Linked DNA regions of Ctenopharyngodon idella: region 1 is linked to region 2. Evidence: chromatin contacts called from public Hi-C data. All regions are on one chromosome and are shown on one strand. Each heading gives the region's core, a stretch centred on a gene start, on an enhancer-like site or on the middle of the called end of the contact. The rest is flanking DNA. Distances are from core to core; before and after follow the strand shown. Region 1 holds the start of rgmb (repulsive guidance molecule BMP co-receptor b). Region 2 holds the start of si:ch211-117c19.1 (myogenesis-regulating glycosidase).

Region 1 (2,997 bases), core at 37-2,536, 130 kb after region 2:
ACAGCATTCTGTCATCAAAAAGAACTTCATTTCTCTTCCGAAGATGAACGAAGGTCTTATGGGACAACATGAGGGTGAGTAATTAATAACAGAATTTTCATTTTGGGCTGAACTAACCCTTTTAGTATACTGTATGTGCATGTTCCAAACCCGTTAGGCCTTCATTCATCTTTGGAACACAAATTTAAATATTTTTGATAAAATCTGAGACCGAGATGTCTCTAAATCTCCTTAGTAGACAGCAATTTAACGGCCACTTTCAAGGTCCAGAAAGGTATTAAAGACATCGTTAAAATAGTCCACATGACTACAATAGTTCAAACTTAATTTTATGATGAGAATACTTTTTGTGTGCAAAAACAAATCAAAAATAACGATTTTATTCAACAGTTTCTTCTCTTCTCTGTCATTCTCCTACGCTATTTACATTCAGCCTTTACAGGTTCTACGTCAGAATGTCGGCTCAGTATTGGCCGATGCTGTTCATGTGAGCAGCACGACGCATGCACGTGATGCTGACGCAGGAGCCGGCCAATAATGAGTTGCCGTTCTGACGTAGAACCTGGAAGAGCTGAACATAAACAGCGTAGGAGAATGACACATTTTGTTGCTTTATAAAATAAAGTTGAACCACTGTAGTCACATGGACTATTTTAACAATGTCTTTACTACCTTTCTGGGCCTTGAAAGTGGTAATTAAATTGCTGTCTATGGAGGAGTCAGAGAGCGCATGGACTTCATCAAAAATATCTTAATTTGTGTTCTGAAGATGAACAAAGGTCTTATGGTTTTGGAACAACATGAGGGTGAGTAATTAATTACAGAATTTTCATTTTTGGGTGAACTAACCCTTTAACACTCTTGAATCGAATGGTTTATTGAAAAGAACTGTGCATTCTTTAAGTTTAATGAAGGCAAGTTGAAAAGGTTTCTAATTTTATAATAGGTATCAAAAACTAGAATTAAAAAATAATAATAATCATTTGCAGCATTTTATTTATTTATTTATTTTATTTTATTGAAGCCATGAAAGATAATTTTTTCCCCAACTGTTTGTTTACCTAAATCTATTTAATAAATTATCACTGTACTGTGGTGTTATTATGCTAATATCTTGCCCTGATAGTCAACTAGTTCGTTTTTATTTTTAACTGCGTCTATTTTCTCCTTGCTGAAAGTGAGAGCTTTGCTGTCAATCTGCGGCTGGGGTGTATGGTTTAGGGGGCGGAGTTTGTGTGTCGGAGTGGGCGGGGTTTCCGCTAAACTCTGGGTTAGGTTGATTCGCTATCGATCATTGGGGAAAGACGGGGCTAGATTTCCTTGTGGCGGAGAAATCTGATGTGTAGGCAACATGAATCGGGCGATCGCGGGGCGCAGATTAATTTTAGCACGTTTACAGATTTCTTTCAGACTGATTATCTTCGCCGATTAGATAAACGAATACAAATTAAATAGTTTTTTCCCCTCCCGTGCTCCAGGAAGAAGTGTTTTGGATCGGACTTGCCAAAATCGCTACTTTGTTTCTCTTATGGACGGTGTGTGTGTGTTACCTAAAAAAGTAGCCGTGTCTTAACAGAGTTACTCATCCCTACGTTACGTGAAGTTGGGAGAAGCGAGGCCCGATCTCTTGACCCGTGGAGTACTCTTGAGTCTCTCTGGATGGATGGATGGGTATGGGGAGAGCAGGATCTTACTACCCCGGGGCTGAGCGCCTCATCTCTCCGGTACTACATCTACTAGTGCTGTGCACCCTCTCCTCTCTCACTCACATAGGTAAACATGGTCTTACCACTTTTACGACTTTATGCATAATTCGCTGGACGTAAACAAGTTAGAATATACATTAAAATACCTTTAAAAGTAGCTTTTGTATTTTAGGGCTGTTTAATTGTCGCTCGTAGGTATAAATATTAAATAGGATTTACGTGCTATATTATGACACTGCTGGTTAATATTTTGTTAGGCTATGTCCTTACGGAAAAAGTGAATTATAGTTGTTTATGTGACAGTTTTCCAGTCTGAGGCAGTGTCCTTCATCCGTGTCTTCTTCTTGCACACTTATTGTATCTTTATTCCCAATAAATGTAGTGCATTGATCTACGCGTCCCTCGTGCGCTTCACTGGATTGGTTGCTTTTTAAAGGATATTAAATATTTATGAGTGATCGTAATATTAATTAATTTCATATTATATTCATGAGTGATTGTTTTATTCGGTTTTATTTGTTGTTTGCTTTTGTTATTGTGATAGCAGGCAGCATGCTGTCAGGTTCAATAAGATAGGGAAGTCATTGTGTTAATATTTGTGCGCATATATCTAGATTTTGATCTGTATTTTAATTATTTATTTATTTTTATTATTTTATTTTATTTTATTTATTTTTTTGTTGTTGTTGCGGCATTGATACATGTTTTAAAAAATAATCCATTTACTGCTCAGTTAGCCTAATCAGAAATTATTTATTTATTTATTTACTTACTTGCTTAAAAGCCTAAATTCAGTTAGTTTGGTGCCTTTTACCACTTTGGACAAGTCTTAAATGATTTCGTTGAAAATGGGTTGGCTTCTGAGCAGGAGACTGTGAATACTACACATTTGGTGCCCTGTTTTCACTTGGCACCTTGTCAAGTGCTCCACTTTGGGTGTCCTGGCCGTAGACTGTGTTAATGCCATTGCGAATTAAGAGGATATGGAATGCTGCTGGGTGTCCATTGAGCAGTCACACCTTCATAATTAATTTAACATGGACCCCGGGCAGACAGGCATTATGCACTTCACTATTCTTCAATGAAGCAAAAAAAAAAAAAAAAAAAAAAATGAAATAACTCAACCTAAATATGTGTTAGTTTTCAACATAATTTCAGAAAAAAACAAAATTATCCATAAAAGTATTAGTATTTTTATTGAATATGAAATGACAATGTCAAGTGTCATTGTCCCTTTCATGGTTTTATATGTATAACGCTTGATAGGATTCCTTTATCTTCAGCTCTATGC
Region 2 (3,130 bases), core at 98-2,597:
ACCTGTCGAATGAATAATTAGACTTGCCTGTGGTTGAATTGTTAAATTAGACAGTTGTAGTCTAAAATTTAGCTTTGCTCCAGAGACTTTCAGTGGGGTGTACTCATTATTGCATCAGCCTAATTTGAGTAAAACTGAAAATTTAGTTCTCTAAGTTATAATATTAACCTTACTTTCATGTTGTAAGTTAAACAGATGTTATATAAAACTTAGTCTTGTCAACATTTTGGAAATTGTATTTGTGTTCATTGAGATATTGTTTAAAATGTTACTTTTCAAAGGGGGTGTACTCATTTATGCTGAGCACTGTAAATGTATTCTTATGTGCTGACGTATGTGAATTCAGATGCATAACCTTAAGGTTGAACAGGAAGTGTCAGTGATTCATGCATCGCCTCATCCTCTGATTTCTTTTATTTGATGTATTGCAGTAGGTTGTGTGAGGTCAGTTGACTGCATTGCAGTAACAGCAGGTAGGGGGAGCAGGTGGTTTCTTTAGTGCAGTTCTCATTGGAGTTTGTCTATGGAGGGATCACATACTGTTACTGTAGTTATCTGATTCTGTTTACTGAGGCAGCAGTAATATGGGACCCTGTAAGACTCATATTGTGTTTATACTGTGCCTAACTCTCTCTTTCTGTCTCACTTTCTCTAGATCCTGGAGACAGCATCCCATACTCGGGCTTCTCTGAAAATTTTAATGAAATTGAGTACTAAGTGAGGCCGAGGCTGATATATTTTTGTTTGTGTGTCACATGGGACAGGGAGACTGGTAGACAGAGAAAAGAACATTTGTTAGACTCAACAGTGTTCTGCAGATTCTGGCCATGCATGACTACATGGAAAGACACACGTTTCATTGTTCCTTATTATAGGTGGTATGATGTGTCTATAAGTCTTGATATAGCCTGATATTTTTTTGAGCTTTGAGACAGCTTGGGGACTGTCTTATTTTTGTGTATTTTGTTTAGAGAATATCAGAAAATACTTTTTAAGTTTTGTAATGTGTTGACATTGCTTAGCGGCATGCTGCTAGGTAGCAATTTTCAATTTCTGTTTGCTGAGGTGATTGTTTTCTTGTTTGTTTTTACACTGAGTAAAAACTTGTTTGGACTAATGACAAAGTTCAGCTCATGGGTTGTATACAGTACATTCTCACTCACAATGTTACATTTATTAAACAACTTTTTAAAAATGAAAATGTCTTTGTCAGGGCTTTGTCAAAGCTTCTAGAAATACAAGAGAAACCGTCCTCTTTTTATTTGATCAGTTTTGTGACGTTTTTCCCTCTTATTATTCACTGCCATCTAGTGGAATAAGTGTGTTATGGAACATACAAAGCCTGGTTGAAACGTTTTGGTTTTTTTAATTATGGAAAATACAATTATAAACTCCAAACAATGCTACTAAATATTTTTTCTGACCTATATACACAGAGATTTCGTGTTTGCTTTCAAGTACAATTTTATGTTCTCATCAAATAAAAGACTTTCACCACACATCTCACAATACTACATTACCCATGATTCACACAAACCGGTCAAACTTGCTTTTGCTTTCATGAACGTTCAAGCAAGAGCATTGTGTAGTGACAGTCCTAATGTCGCTATCAGAGTAAGGTTATTTCTTTAAACACTTTTATGATTTTCATGAAAAGTTTAATTTCGTAGTTGTGTGTAAGTTTCAGAAGATGTTCGTGAATTCTCAGACGTCAAGGCAAGGACAAAGGAACTACAATTGTTTAGTGAAAGTAAAATATTCACATATTCATAGTTTTGTATTGTAGTATTTCCTTACGAATTATCTCATCTGGACACAAAATGTAAGTAACTGATGAAAATATATTACTTATTGCATTTAAGGTGCCATAACATAAAATAAATCTTTGTGCTTTCAATTAATACCTCAAAACCTGTAATGAACGTGAAATATTATCTGCAAGACACTTAATCTCTAGTTAACTAGCAGCAGTGTTACTGTAGTTTAATCTGTCAAGTGATGTGTCAGAGAGCACTTGTTAAGTGTTTCTTTCTGTGATTGGTGCTAATAGTGATGAGGATGAATCTGCTAAAGTGCTAAACTAGAGCCTCTTCAACTAGTGGCTAATTCCCACAGTTGCATCCTTGAAATTGTAATTACAATTGTTTAAATTATACTTTTATTCTTTTGCAAATGTCCATCAAATCCATAGAGTGTGCCTGTTACAGGACATCACAACCCTGTATTGGAAACTGTATGTTCAATACATGCCTAGAGGACTGTTCAGCTGCTGTAGTGTAACAACAACAGCTTTAATCTGCTTTTGTGGCTCACAATTGTGGATTTTCCCATGCAGTTTATCATGTCTACAAGGGATAGTTCACTCAAAAATAAAAATCCCTTCATCATTTACTCACCCTCATGTTGTTCCAAACCTGTATGACTTTTTCCTTCCGAAGAATACAAGCAAAGATATTTTGAATAATGTTGGTAACTAAAGTTTTTGTTACCATTGACTTCCATTGGACAAAAATACGAGACAGAATCTTTTTTTATGTTCCACAGAAGAAAGAAAGTTTGGAACGACTTGAGGGATGAGTTAATGATGACAGAATCTTCAATTTTGGTTGAACCATAAAGATGTATGATAAATTGCATTAAAGTTCCTATACTATACTAATCATTTTCAAACACTGAATTTTTTGCATGAAAAAAGTACTTCATATTTTTTACATAATATTCCTTTTAAATTGTCTCAATATGTCTAGGCATGGCAATTTTCAAGTTGTCCTGGCCGGCTGCTGCTTCAACCACGTGCAGCCCATGTGCAGTACACCTAAAACAGTCTGCGTTCCGCTCATGAGTTAGAAACGTTTTACAGACGGCTGTGTGCATAAGAGTGTTGTGAAGATGTACCAGATTGTATCAGCAACTGTTGGAGATATTGGCATCGGTGCCATGAGCCGTTATTCACCGCCTAAGCGGAATAGAATAAGCAGACCAAGCAGCCCGTTGATAACAGCAAGTGCGCTCGGAGTCATACTGGTTCTTGCTGCCATGGTAGCATGGTGCTACTACTACGCTTCTCTTCAAAAGGCCAACCGTCTGACGACTGAACGACTAGACCTTAAGAAAGACGGTTTTGTCATCC

The links. A called contact is a pair of places that touch in the nucleus more often than the background predicts.
Region 1: a contact with region 2 is called in a Hi-C map of muscle, with 4 times the contacts expected there. The contact joins the promoter of rgmb here to the promoter of si:ch211-117c19.1 in region 2. A contact is called at or near these places in 2 of 2 Hi-C or Micro-C datasets (both in muscle).

Annotation. Positions count from the first base shown.
Region 1 is chr5:14,559,220-14,562,216 of HZGC01, forward strand. It overlaps rgmb (repulsive guidance molecule BMP co-receptor b), which reads left to right and starts at 1,287. Exons shown (of 3, transcript XM_051895113.1): 1 at 1,287-1,773. The coding sequence starts at 1,668.
Region 2 is chr5:14,429,863-14,432,992 of HZGC01, forward strand. si:ch211-117c19.1 (myogenesis-regulating glycosidase) reads left to right here and starts at 1,348. Exons shown (of 4, transcript XM_051895045.1): 1 at 1,348-1,614; 2 at 2,748-3,130. The coding sequence starts at 2,890. It overlaps mamdc2a (MAM domain containing 2a), which reads left to right. Exons shown (of 14, transcript XM_051895047.1): 14 at 656-1,201. The coding sequence ends at 717.